Regions from separate parts of the Gossypium hirsutum genome. Here regions 1 and 2 are each linked to region 3. The links are chromatin contacts, called in public Hi-C maps. All regions are on one chromosome and are shown on one strand. The core of a region is the stretch at or near the end of the contact, and the rest is flanking DNA. Distances in the headings are between cores, read along the strand shown.

What was found. A called contact is a pair of places that touch in the nucleus more often than the background predicts.
Region 1: a Hi-C map of leaf shows a contact between it and region 3, with 2.7 times the contacts expected there. The contact joins the promoter of LOC107955160 here to the promoter of LOC107955163 in region 3. A contact is called at or near these places in 15 of 34 Hi-C or Micro-C datasets (anther, callus, fibers and 4 more).
Region 2: a Hi-C map of leaf shows a contact between it and region 3, with 3 times the contacts expected there. The contact joins the promoter of LOC107955157 here to the promoter of LOC107955163 in region 3. A contact is called at or near these places in 2 of 34 Hi-C or Micro-C datasets (hypocotyl and leaf).

What each region holds. Positions count from the first base shown.
Region 1 is chrD04:12,828,190-12,831,836 of Gossypium_hirsutum_v2.1, forward strand. LOC107955160 (coronatine-insensitive protein 1) reads right to left here and starts at 1,607. Exons shown (of 3, transcript XM_016890889.2): 1 at 745-1,607. The coding sequence starts at 1,241.
Region 2 is chrD04:12,767,122-12,770,652 of Gossypium_hirsutum_v2.1, forward strand. It overlaps LOC107955157, which reads right to left and starts at 1,381. Exons shown (of 6, transcript XM_041092004.1): 1 at 738-1,381; 2 at 446-614; 3 at 1-216. The coding sequence starts at 515. It overlaps LOC107955158 (adenylosuccinate lyase), which reads right to left. Exons shown (of 10, transcript XM_016890887.2): 6 at 3,513-3,531; 7 at 3,274-3,417; 8 at 3,059-3,160; 9 at 2,368-2,436; 10 at 1,742-2,219. The coding sequence ends at 1,974.
Region 3 is chrD04:12,967,336-12,970,922 of Gossypium_hirsutum_v2.1, forward strand. LOC107955163 (glycosylinositol phosphorylceramide mannosyl transferase 1) reads left to right here and starts at 1,260. Exons shown (of 5, transcript XM_016890891.2): 1 at 1,260-1,855; 2 at 2,422-2,818; 3 at 3,226-3,386; 4 at 3,491-3,561. The coding sequence starts at 1,656.

The DNA.
Region 1 (3,647 bases), core at 357-2,856, 140 kb before region 3:
TCCTGAAGGCCAAGAAATCACGTAGACCCCATACAGTTTCATGCAACTTTCGCACATATGCAATCAGGATGTTTCATCATTCATACCTATTTTCCATTGGTTCTACAATCGTAAAATGTACCAACACTACACAATCATGCACTACAAACAAAACCAAATTTTCCACAGTTGCTTCTTCCCTGACTAGACCAGTCACTCCTAAAGATTCGGGATTCAAATGACCGCATACAGTGTCATGGAACTTTCCCACATATGCAATCAAAATGTTTCATCGTTCAGATTGATTTTCCATCAGTTCCACATTCAAACAAACGCAGTAACAACCACATCTATAAATGCGATGCTTACAGGCTGAGGAGAAGAAAGATTTTCCTCGACTTCAAACGCTTGAACTAAACAGTTACAAATAGAAGTAATTGGGATTGAATACATGTTTCATTAAACATAACCACTTCCAATAAACACAAATCGAAATATTCCTACAATTCAACTCAACCAAACTCAAGTAAACTAAGATAAGGTTTAACCCCCAAGTAGTTGGAAGTTACTAAATCAGTCCTCTTTACTCGATTCCACTGAGTTCAATCCATATTTGATCATTTTCAGCAGATGCTCCAACTAAAAGAACTTTCAACAATGAATTAAAGAACGAATTTCATCGGGCTTAAGCCTAAGCTTGACTAATTTCACAAAGAAACAAGAACCCATAGTTGCACAAGAATTAAGAAAGGAAGAAAAAGTTACCGGCACAAACGGCCAACGTGCAAGAGACCATCAGTAGAAAAACCAGAGCATTTATCAAGCTTCAAAACCTGCAAAACCTTCCCTCTAGACCTAGCCAAAACTTCCAGATCCGAATCTTTAACAATCATTCTTCTGAAATGGACGGCTTTCAAGCAATTGAAATTCTCCGCTATTTCATTCACCCACGGTGTAACGTACCCACCCCAATCTTCAGGTATCAAATTAAACATCGCCGCCCGAGGCTTCCCTTTCAATTTCAAGGATTCCAAGTGACGGAACCGTCGCCTCAACCGATCGGGACTCGTCGTGTAACAAAGCGCGATCGTTATGTGCTTACGAGTCAGCGCGTCGAGCTCGTACCACCGCCTGCAAACTAGAGATACGGCGTCGCGGTCTTTCGGGTCGTCGATGTACGGCATCACGCAGCCTAATACGACATCGGACATACCGGGTTGTGACGTCATCGTTTTGTGCAACTTGTTACCATTTTCCTCCATCTAAAAAAATCTTTTTTAAAGGGAAATTAAAATCAAAACGGTTTTTAAACCGAAACGGACAAAAAAGAATGGATCGATCTGAAATAAGAAAGTAAACACTTTTTTTTCGGAGCTCTGTTTTATTTGTTCATAAAAGAAAAGGCGGTAGGATCCGAAACGAAACGGAACTCAACCGGCGATAAAACGAATCGGGTCAGATGAGGATCGGGTCGAGAAGGCATAGGGAAGAAGAGATTGTTGATTGAGCACACAGAAAAGCGAAGAGAAAAGAGCTGAGAAAAAGTTTCAGTAGATAAAGGAGGGTCGAAATGGACGGCCGAGATTCATTAGAAAAGAAGATCCAAGTGAAAAATATAATTATAGGATCAGACCAGACAATTCAGCTGCTCTAAATTAAAAATACAAAAGAAAATAGTATTGCAACCAATTAGTGGAGACTGAAAAATAAATTTAATAATTTTTGATTGGTTGCGTCAGTATTGGAAGTATTAAATTATTAATTATATTCTGCACCCAGCAGTTGTCATTGTGGCCTTTCTTAATTCTTTCAATTATATTTTTTTTCGTAAAAAATGTTGATTAAAAGCAGCTGCTATTTCGTGCTTTTCTTTTCTTTTTTTTTTTTGGTAAAAATGAAAGAAGGTGGGAGAAACCCAAGGAATTAACCAGTACAGTTAATGTCTATCCCTAAGCTCTCTTGTAGTAGAACCAAAACCATTTCCTGACTGAGAGTAAAAACCAATGGGGTTCTTCTTGGTTGATCTAGACAAGATATCAGTTGCCCTATTTGCTTACAACTTAATCTCCCAACTTTGGACCAACAGCTCGCAAATATCCTATACAAGCTACCAGGTACCTTGTTTTGCTCTTTTCATATGCATTTCATGTTAGTCTTGAAGTAACGCCTTTCCTTTCAATCTAGTTACATCTTATACAAGCTCGTGCTGCTAGTTTCCCACTTCTCTTCCAATGTGGCATAGGATAGGAGTAATACTTCATTTCATATCTCCTTAGAAAAGGACACCCAAAGAAAATGTGGCTTTTGGTTTCTTGTTCCACATGACAAATTTCATTAATGTGTGCCTTTGGTATGTAGTCTGTCACGAATGACCATCCAAATTATGAAATGAATGCTTTCAAATATGAACTGAGAACCACAAAACCAATTTTGTCCCATTCCACATGTTCTTAACATACTCATATTTTCTCCTCAAAATTTAGCCACTATATATTTGTCACTAGGGAACCTCCAAACAACACAATTCTAAAACACAATTTTTTTTTGCAACATCATGCATTTGTAACAAGTTCCTCCAAATCCAACTATAATTCCAAGTAATTAACACCATGTTTGGTTGACATGAATAACCAAACGATTCCTGGCTGATTTGGTGATAAACAGTTATTCATTAGTTTGATTCATTGAATCCTTCATTCTACGAAATCTCATTCATTACCCATTCCACCTTCTCCCGTAATGGCCATTCCCCACCAAACCCAAAGAATAGGACAAACGATTCCTGGCTGATTCGGTGATAAACAATTATTCATTAGTTTGATTCACTAGGGGTGAGCATTTGATCGAATCGAATCGAATCGAATCGAAAATTTTCAAGTTAATCGAGTTTTCAAATCTCATTTTATCATCCTAACTTTATTTGAAGTTTTCTCGAATCGAGTCGAGTGAGATGGAATTCGAATCGAATCGAATCGAATCGAATATATTTGTTCGAATTAAAATTTAAAAAATAATTTAGGTCCTTGTAACCACTGTCACCCATCGTAATAAAATTTGTCCACCTTAATCAAATTTTTTATTAACTTTCATCACCTCATAATTTATTTATTAATTTTTTATATACTAGTTAGCTTATTTGTTTGCTTAGTTGTTTCAATTATCATCAGATTCTTGTCACTATGTATTTTGGAATTAAAAAATATATTAAATATAAAAAAATGATTTTTTAATAAAAGTTATTTTAAAAATAAAATGTGAAATTGTTACCAATATAAAATTTTAACACGAATATTTTATGGCATAATTAAGAATTCAATTTTAATATAAATATTCAATATGACTAAACAATTCAATAATATAAATAATATAAAATATGAAATTTAATTTAATAATATAAATAGTATATATAAATAAAATTAGTACTATTTATGTTTAGTGATTTTTTTGGATAATTTTGATTTTTTATTTGAGAGTAAAGGGTGAGAAGTAAAAGTTTAGGGGGAAAATAAAAAGTTTTGGGGAATAAAAGTTTGAGGGAAAGTAAATAGGGGGAGTAAAATTTTGGAGGGAAAATATTAAAAAAAATTGGAAGGGGGAGGGTTTGGGGTAGATGGGAGGTGGGATGGGAAGAGAATAAAAGTTTTAGGGGAAAAGTGGGAGGGAGTAAA
Region 2 (3,531 bases), core at 131-2,630, 200 kb before region 3:
GTAAAGCAAAAGCCTTGCAATAATGGTAGCTATCACTTGCTTTCTCAATCTCCACTACTCCCTTGCTCCGACTTTCATAGGATTGCAACATTACTGCTAATGTTACAATTAAAGTTACTAAAAGAACCCCAACAATTAGAAGACCAGCAATGAAGATTGTTGCAGCAAAAGATTTCATGTAGAATCCCGACTCCAACACATATTGGCTTCCACTCTCTGTCAAGAACGACCGAGATTAATACGTATTTGTATCGAACATCAGAAGGTTTAGCAGTAGGAACCATAAAAACGAAATGAGTTAAGCAGTCAACCTATAAACAATGTTGCATACAAAATATTTGGATAAATTAACAATCCAGTCATGCCAAATGAATGGATAAAAGCCTCTGAGAAAAGGGTATTGGAATTGAAAGAACTGTTGGGATCTAATAAAGAAGTGCCTTACCAGTATCTTCCCTACTCAAGAGACTCTGAGAGGAGAACTCCCGCTCCATTTGATGGCCATAAGCTGACATTGTGATTCAGTCAAGCCAGATTCATAGCAGGGCTGCAAAATTCTGCAGATCCAGATCCAGATCCAGATCCAGATCCCTTCAAAATCATTGAAGGGTCACCTGAAACGACAAATAACAATCAACTGATATAGAAGATTCCCCCCCCCCCCAAAACCCCCTTTAACCATACGGTGGCAATCACTGATATGATAAATCAAGACAAAAATCCCAGCTACAACTTACAAGTAGCTTCATGATCTACCATGGTCTGAGCTAGCAGTGGCTCATCTCAAACTTGATAGCCCTCTTGACAAGGAATCAAGTTTCCATTTTTATCAAGAATATCTTTCTAAGGAAGGAAAGGGTCCATAACCATTTGACTTTCTAGATATAATACTAATAATCATTAAAGTCCAAAATTTGCTGATCAACTCATTGCTTAACAGTAGCAATTTGGTAAATAAAAATAAAAACAACAATGAAGAAAAAGAAATAATTTCATACCCAAATTACCATGAGATAATAACAAAACAGAATTGAATTCTGATGCAATTAATAATGCAAAAACTGAGTTTTTTTCCTCATTATCTTAAAGTTAAACAATACAAGGAGAGGCAAAGAGACAAGAGAAGAGAGAGAACCTGAGAGAGGCTTTAGAAGGCTTTTACCTGTAGAGGATAAGAAAATGAAAACCTGACAACAAAAACGACTGTATCTCTTTCGTAGAGAAGCTTCCTTCTTTGTACTGTGTTGATCATTGTTAATGGCTTCTTTCCAAGGACGACGATGACTTTAAACATGACAGATTGTGGAGTGTTTTTACTTTAAAATCGGGGGTAGTTTTGACAAGAAGGAGATTATTCCAGGGTTTTACTTGCAATTTAGTTTAAAAGGAGAGAATTTGATTTAATATAGATAGTATGATAATTCTTGGGCTCCACCATCTCAATCATGCAATGTATTTTTGTGATGTATGCTCCACCAATTATGTTGTTAAAAAAGAATATATTTGATGATGTTGTTTTTGCCAGTCAAAAGATTCTGCCGTGATAAAGTGTACAAGAAACTCTATAGGTACACCTGGTGAAAATCTCTGTACAGACTGGTTCATATCATCGTATTCATGCTAGTTTTTGCTATAATTATATTATCTTTTCACACTATAATTTTTGCTATTATTTTGTTGACATGCGTTCTGTCTCACACGTCGCATTCAATACAAAGTCATCATCAGTTAGTGGAGAACGTGACAGCAATTTCAAGTTAATTTTCATTATTAAGATTGCTTACAAAAATCTCAGCTCAGAGTTGCCCCATATGAACATGACATGATAATCACTTCCAGCAGTAGGGATTTGTCTCACCTTGTACCCTTTCTGAATTTGTTTTTTTCAAAGAATAGCTACCACATTTATCATCTTAATACTTAACCAGTCTCATATGGTGCAACAATATGACTAGGTTTCTTGGCTAATTCTTTCAACGACATGTTTCCAAGACCTCAGAACCGTTTATCACGTTCACAGCTGAATCTACAGTCTTGGCTAATTCAACGGCTGCACCCACGTAGGAATGTGGCGTTAACTTCAAAAGATGAGTCTTAGCTTCTTCGGGTAATTCCAAGCCTTCAATAAATTCCCTTATACTTTCTTTGGTAACTGCTCTCCCCCTAGTTAGCTCCTTCAGCTTCTCGTAAGGCTCTGGAACACCATATCTACGCATGACCTACAGATCAAGTTAAAAAGAGAAACAAAAAGATGAATCAAAATACCGAATACGATAAATGTATCCATCTAGCCTCTATTACTTTGCGCTTACAAAAAAATTGAAACAAAAAAGGGCATTCGATAAATGAAGATCAGAAGATACATACAGTCTGAATTGGCTCCGCAAGTACCTCCCATGCCTGGTTCAAGTCTTCACTTAACCTAGCTTCATTGACCTGGAATCAAAATGGAGCTCAAGAGAGATGGTAGTATGCAGTAAAGCACCCAAAACTACAATTTAGAGAAGGATTAGCAAGGGCTTTTGCATCATAGGTGATATCAAGCGGCTAACTATCACTAGTTGAAGAAAATATACTAACGTGCCTTACCACAAGTCATAGATGTATCATTAAGTCAAAATTTTCACAAAGATTTAAAAATGCCCCAAGTCCCTGTACTCTTTTAGACTTTTTAAAATTTAATACTTTAGCTTTTATTTCCAGGAATTTAGTCCCTCATTTGTCAAATTTGAAAATTAAAATCCAACCGATAACACTATCAATGGATTATCGTTAAATTTGAAAATGTGACATTTGAACATTCAAACTTTTTATTTAAAAGTTAAGTCCAATTGATACTCAAATTTGACATAAGTCAATTAACAGCGTTATCCCTTGGACTTTAATCCCTAAGAACTAAAAGCAGAGGTACTAAATATCGAAGTCCAAGGAGTACAGTGGCAGGGGCATCATTAGACCTTTCACAAACTAATAACCAAATACAGGACTTAATTAACAAGAACCTTTGGCACTAAAATACACTTAAAGGAGATAAGAACCTTCATGTTATGCAACATACCTGGAGCTTTCCTATTCCTTGCAGCACACTTTTGTAAGCAAGAAGGGAATGACCAAGTCCTCCCCCCATGTTCCTCAAGACTGTCGAATCAGTCAAATCTCGCTGCAAATTCAACACATAAGAAGATTTATTTTGTTCAAATAGAGTTATATTAGTTATGAACAAACTTCACAAGCATAAAATTAAGGGGATATCCTAAAATAGAAATGTCGTACCTGCCAACGGGAAATAGGCAACTTCATGCTCAGGTAAGTTAGGTCTTCATTAGCCTTACCAAGATTACCTTCACTGTTTTCAAAATCAATAGGGTTTACTTTATGAGGCATTGTTGATGAACCAATCTCACCTGCCTTGGTTATCTGCTCCAAATTTTGACCACGAAAAGACATTAGCTTGGGAAAATAATAATAACAATAATAATAAATTAAAGTCAACATGCTGCATCAAAAGTCACCTGCTTAAAGTATCCTAAA
Region 3 (3,587 bases), core at 10-2,509:
CTCAACAATGGCTCATATATCTGAATGCCATTTTTTTAAGGATTAAAAATATCAAGAGAACAATATATATTTCACACCATACTAAAGCTAACCCTATGCAAAATAAACCTTTGAACCAATTGAATGTTGCTTACAATAGTCTCCCAAATATCATGAAAATTGTTAATAAAAGCTTTTTGAGCCTTCACATATGCCTTATCAATGACCACTTGCTCACATTACAAGGCATTATAATCGGGGAAATAATGACGACACTTCATAACCCCCAATAGGCCTTGCCAACGAATCAACTCAAGCCATGCTACCTTTATAACTTATTTTTGCCTAGGTGGCAATTGTTATACCCTCGTCATCTAACGCCCTCGTCGGATCATTCAATGATCATAAAAACTCGACGAAGCATGGCCTTATGCAAGGGGAGGCTTAACCTCATGGCCTTGCCAAAACGATAATACCCTTACTTGAACATTCTATTACACGTAGGCCCACATGATCCCTAGAAGAGTTCTTGATGACATATATCAACCCATCATATGTTAGCTTGATAAGTGTTTTGTCCATTTCTTTCAGTCGACTCCAATAATATCTTAAGTTGACATCCACCATTCTATCGCAACACCCATACAGTAAGAAACTCAATGATTGAAACCCACACCTAACCACTTTCCTCTTATAAATACTTTACATGAGGGTAAGAAAGGTAAGCTTCTAAATAGTCTATAACTCCAACCTTTCTCAAATCATTAAACTTAGTGGCTCTCACCACTACTCATGGTGTGAACCATCCCTATTGTAGCAACAAACACTTTCTATAACTTTAGTTATAACAACTAACAAAACTTTTAAGAAAACATTAACAATTCCTTGTATTTGTTTATCTCCCAAATCCTGATGCAAAATATTGGCATCTTCTTTACTCTTTGGATAAGAATAAGCAAATGAACAAGAAAAAGAATAAAGTTATTTTCTTTTAAAATTATTTTTATATTTATTGATTTGTGGTCTAACGTAGAAGTGGTCATAAGCGTGTTGCTGTTTGAAGAATTTTTAAAAATATTTTACTAGAACAAATCAAATAAATTTGAATAAAAGTTATAATATTTTCGGAGCCGGTCCTAATTATAAAATATCTTGTCGGCTAAGGGTCAACCTCAGTAACTGTAATGAACCATCAGATTTTAATCAAACGGTTCTCAATACTTCCTTTCACATCAACGTATCTTTTCTTCTATCCTGATCTGTGAAATCTTAAAAGGGAACGAACGCCGAACGTACATTGCAATGCGCAATAAAAAACCAAGAGCACATCAACATCTCAGTTTCAGCCAATAATATCCATCCGCGCGTTACCCTAGCATCCATCTTATGGGACTCTACCTCCTTAACCTCATACACATAACCACACCCTATAACTCTCCCCACCCTTTTCCCTTCACCGGTTCCTCCTCACCGGCGACAAATCTACTTCCCTCTCACCGCACCGGAGCCGAATCATATAAATAGCAATTCAACAAGCGGCGGATGGAACTTTCAGTTTCGTGAATCGGGCTCCATTCAACGTCATATCCCTCGAGTTCAGACTTCAGACCGACTCAGTCTTCTTATAAGGCAAAAGGGGAAGGGAAGAGATTGAGGAATTAGAGTGATAGAAGACGATGAGGGGCGGTTTACCTATTAGCCGTCGATCGGTTTTCAAGTTGCGTCAAGTTGGGATCGGGACGCTTGGATCGGCAAAGATCAAGATCCTTCTCTGCGGTTGCGTCGTGTTAAGTCTACTAGCAATCGCGAACCGAAACCGCGACAGTTCTTCGTTTATGGGATGGACCGGTGACTTTGACCGCTCTTCTTCTCCAAGGTGCATCTCCCTAGTACTATATATTAACTTTTTTTAATCTTATATTTTCGTTTGAATTTTCTTTCAGATTTTTGTTGAGTAGTTTCCAAGTTTAGATATATATAAAAAAAAGGAACCATGACTAAAAGAGGTTCGTTTGTTTTTGGAAACTTTGCGTAAATATATCATCTAAATCAGGATTTTTATTGGAAACTCTATCAAATTGTTATCAAGTTCTTTTATTTATGGTAATTTAATTTATTTTTAAACCATAACAACAGTTAGGATCTGAAACTAAACCCGTTTTAGCTTAAAATATTAAGAAGTGATTGATAATTCTAACTTCAAATTTAAAGGTACTTTTTGGTGTTTATTCTGTTTAGATGTTTAAAGAAGGGTTTTATTTATTTATTTTCGGAAGGATCTTGAACTCGAACAAAATCACTCTGAGCTTAAATTGTTACAAAAAATTTCAACAAATGATTGATATACAGTAGAAACTTAAATCTATTGAAGGCATTTACCGAAAAATTTTCCAGATTTGATAATAAAGTGATGATGTTCATTACTGGGTTGTGTAAGTACAGGGGAAGATACTCGATTATAATCAATACTTGGAAAAGATATGATCTCTTGAAGAAGTCGATTTCCCACTACACGTCATGTCCGAGGCTCGATTCTATACATATTGTATGGAGTGAGCCGGATCCTCCATCTGATTCGCTTAAAAGATATCTCAACCATGTTGTGCGGTCAAACTCTAGAAAGGATCAGCAAGTTGAGTTGGTCTTTGATATCAATAAAGAAGATAGCTTGAACAACAGATTTAAAGAAATTAAGGATTTGAAGACGGATGCGGTTTTCTCAATTGATGATGATGTTATTTTCCCTTGCACTTCTGTAGAATTTGCTTTCACTGTTTGGCAAAGTGCCTCAGATACAATGGTGGGATATGTTCCTCGTATGCATTGGGTAGATCAAAAGGTACGCATCTGTTCTGCAAGTTTGTTGTTTTAATAATTTATCATAATTGATTTTGATGTTAGCCTTGCTGTATCAGTTTCCTTTGGTAAGTTTAGTCATAAAGTTTCAGACTTCAGACTTATGATTGTAAATATGCCTACTTCTGGCACCGAGCTTCATATCTGTTGTCTTCATTGAGAAATTCATTTAACTTAACATGTTACTAAACAAAATCTTGTAGCTTTATCCGTATGTTAATATTGTATACCATTGATTGAAACTTTTACTTGGCATTGACTAATGGATTGATTACAAAACTCTTTTTTCTTAGTTGTCATAAATGTGAGGATCATAAACCTCCTGCAGTGCAAGATATTCAAATTACTTGAGAAAAAAGATACGCTCTTGATTTCTTCATCTTTATGCAGAAAGGAGAGAATAAATACAAATATGGCGGATGGTGGTCGGTTTGGTGGACTGGTACATACAGCATGGTACTCTCAAAGGCTGCCTTCTTCCACAAGAAGTATCTCAAACTTTACACTGATGAGATGCCTGCATCACTTAAAGAATACATAACCAAGAACAGGTCCCTTTTCATTTATTACTATTGCGGACTTTTTAAATGGTTTCATCATTATATGCAACTTACATGTTCTTTTATTATACTAACTCCATGGCTGAATTAACCAGGAATTGTGAAGATATTGCGATGTCATTTCTTGTTGCAAATGCCACAGATGCTCCTCCCATTTGGGTGAAAGGTAAAATCTAAAGGAATCTTAATCGT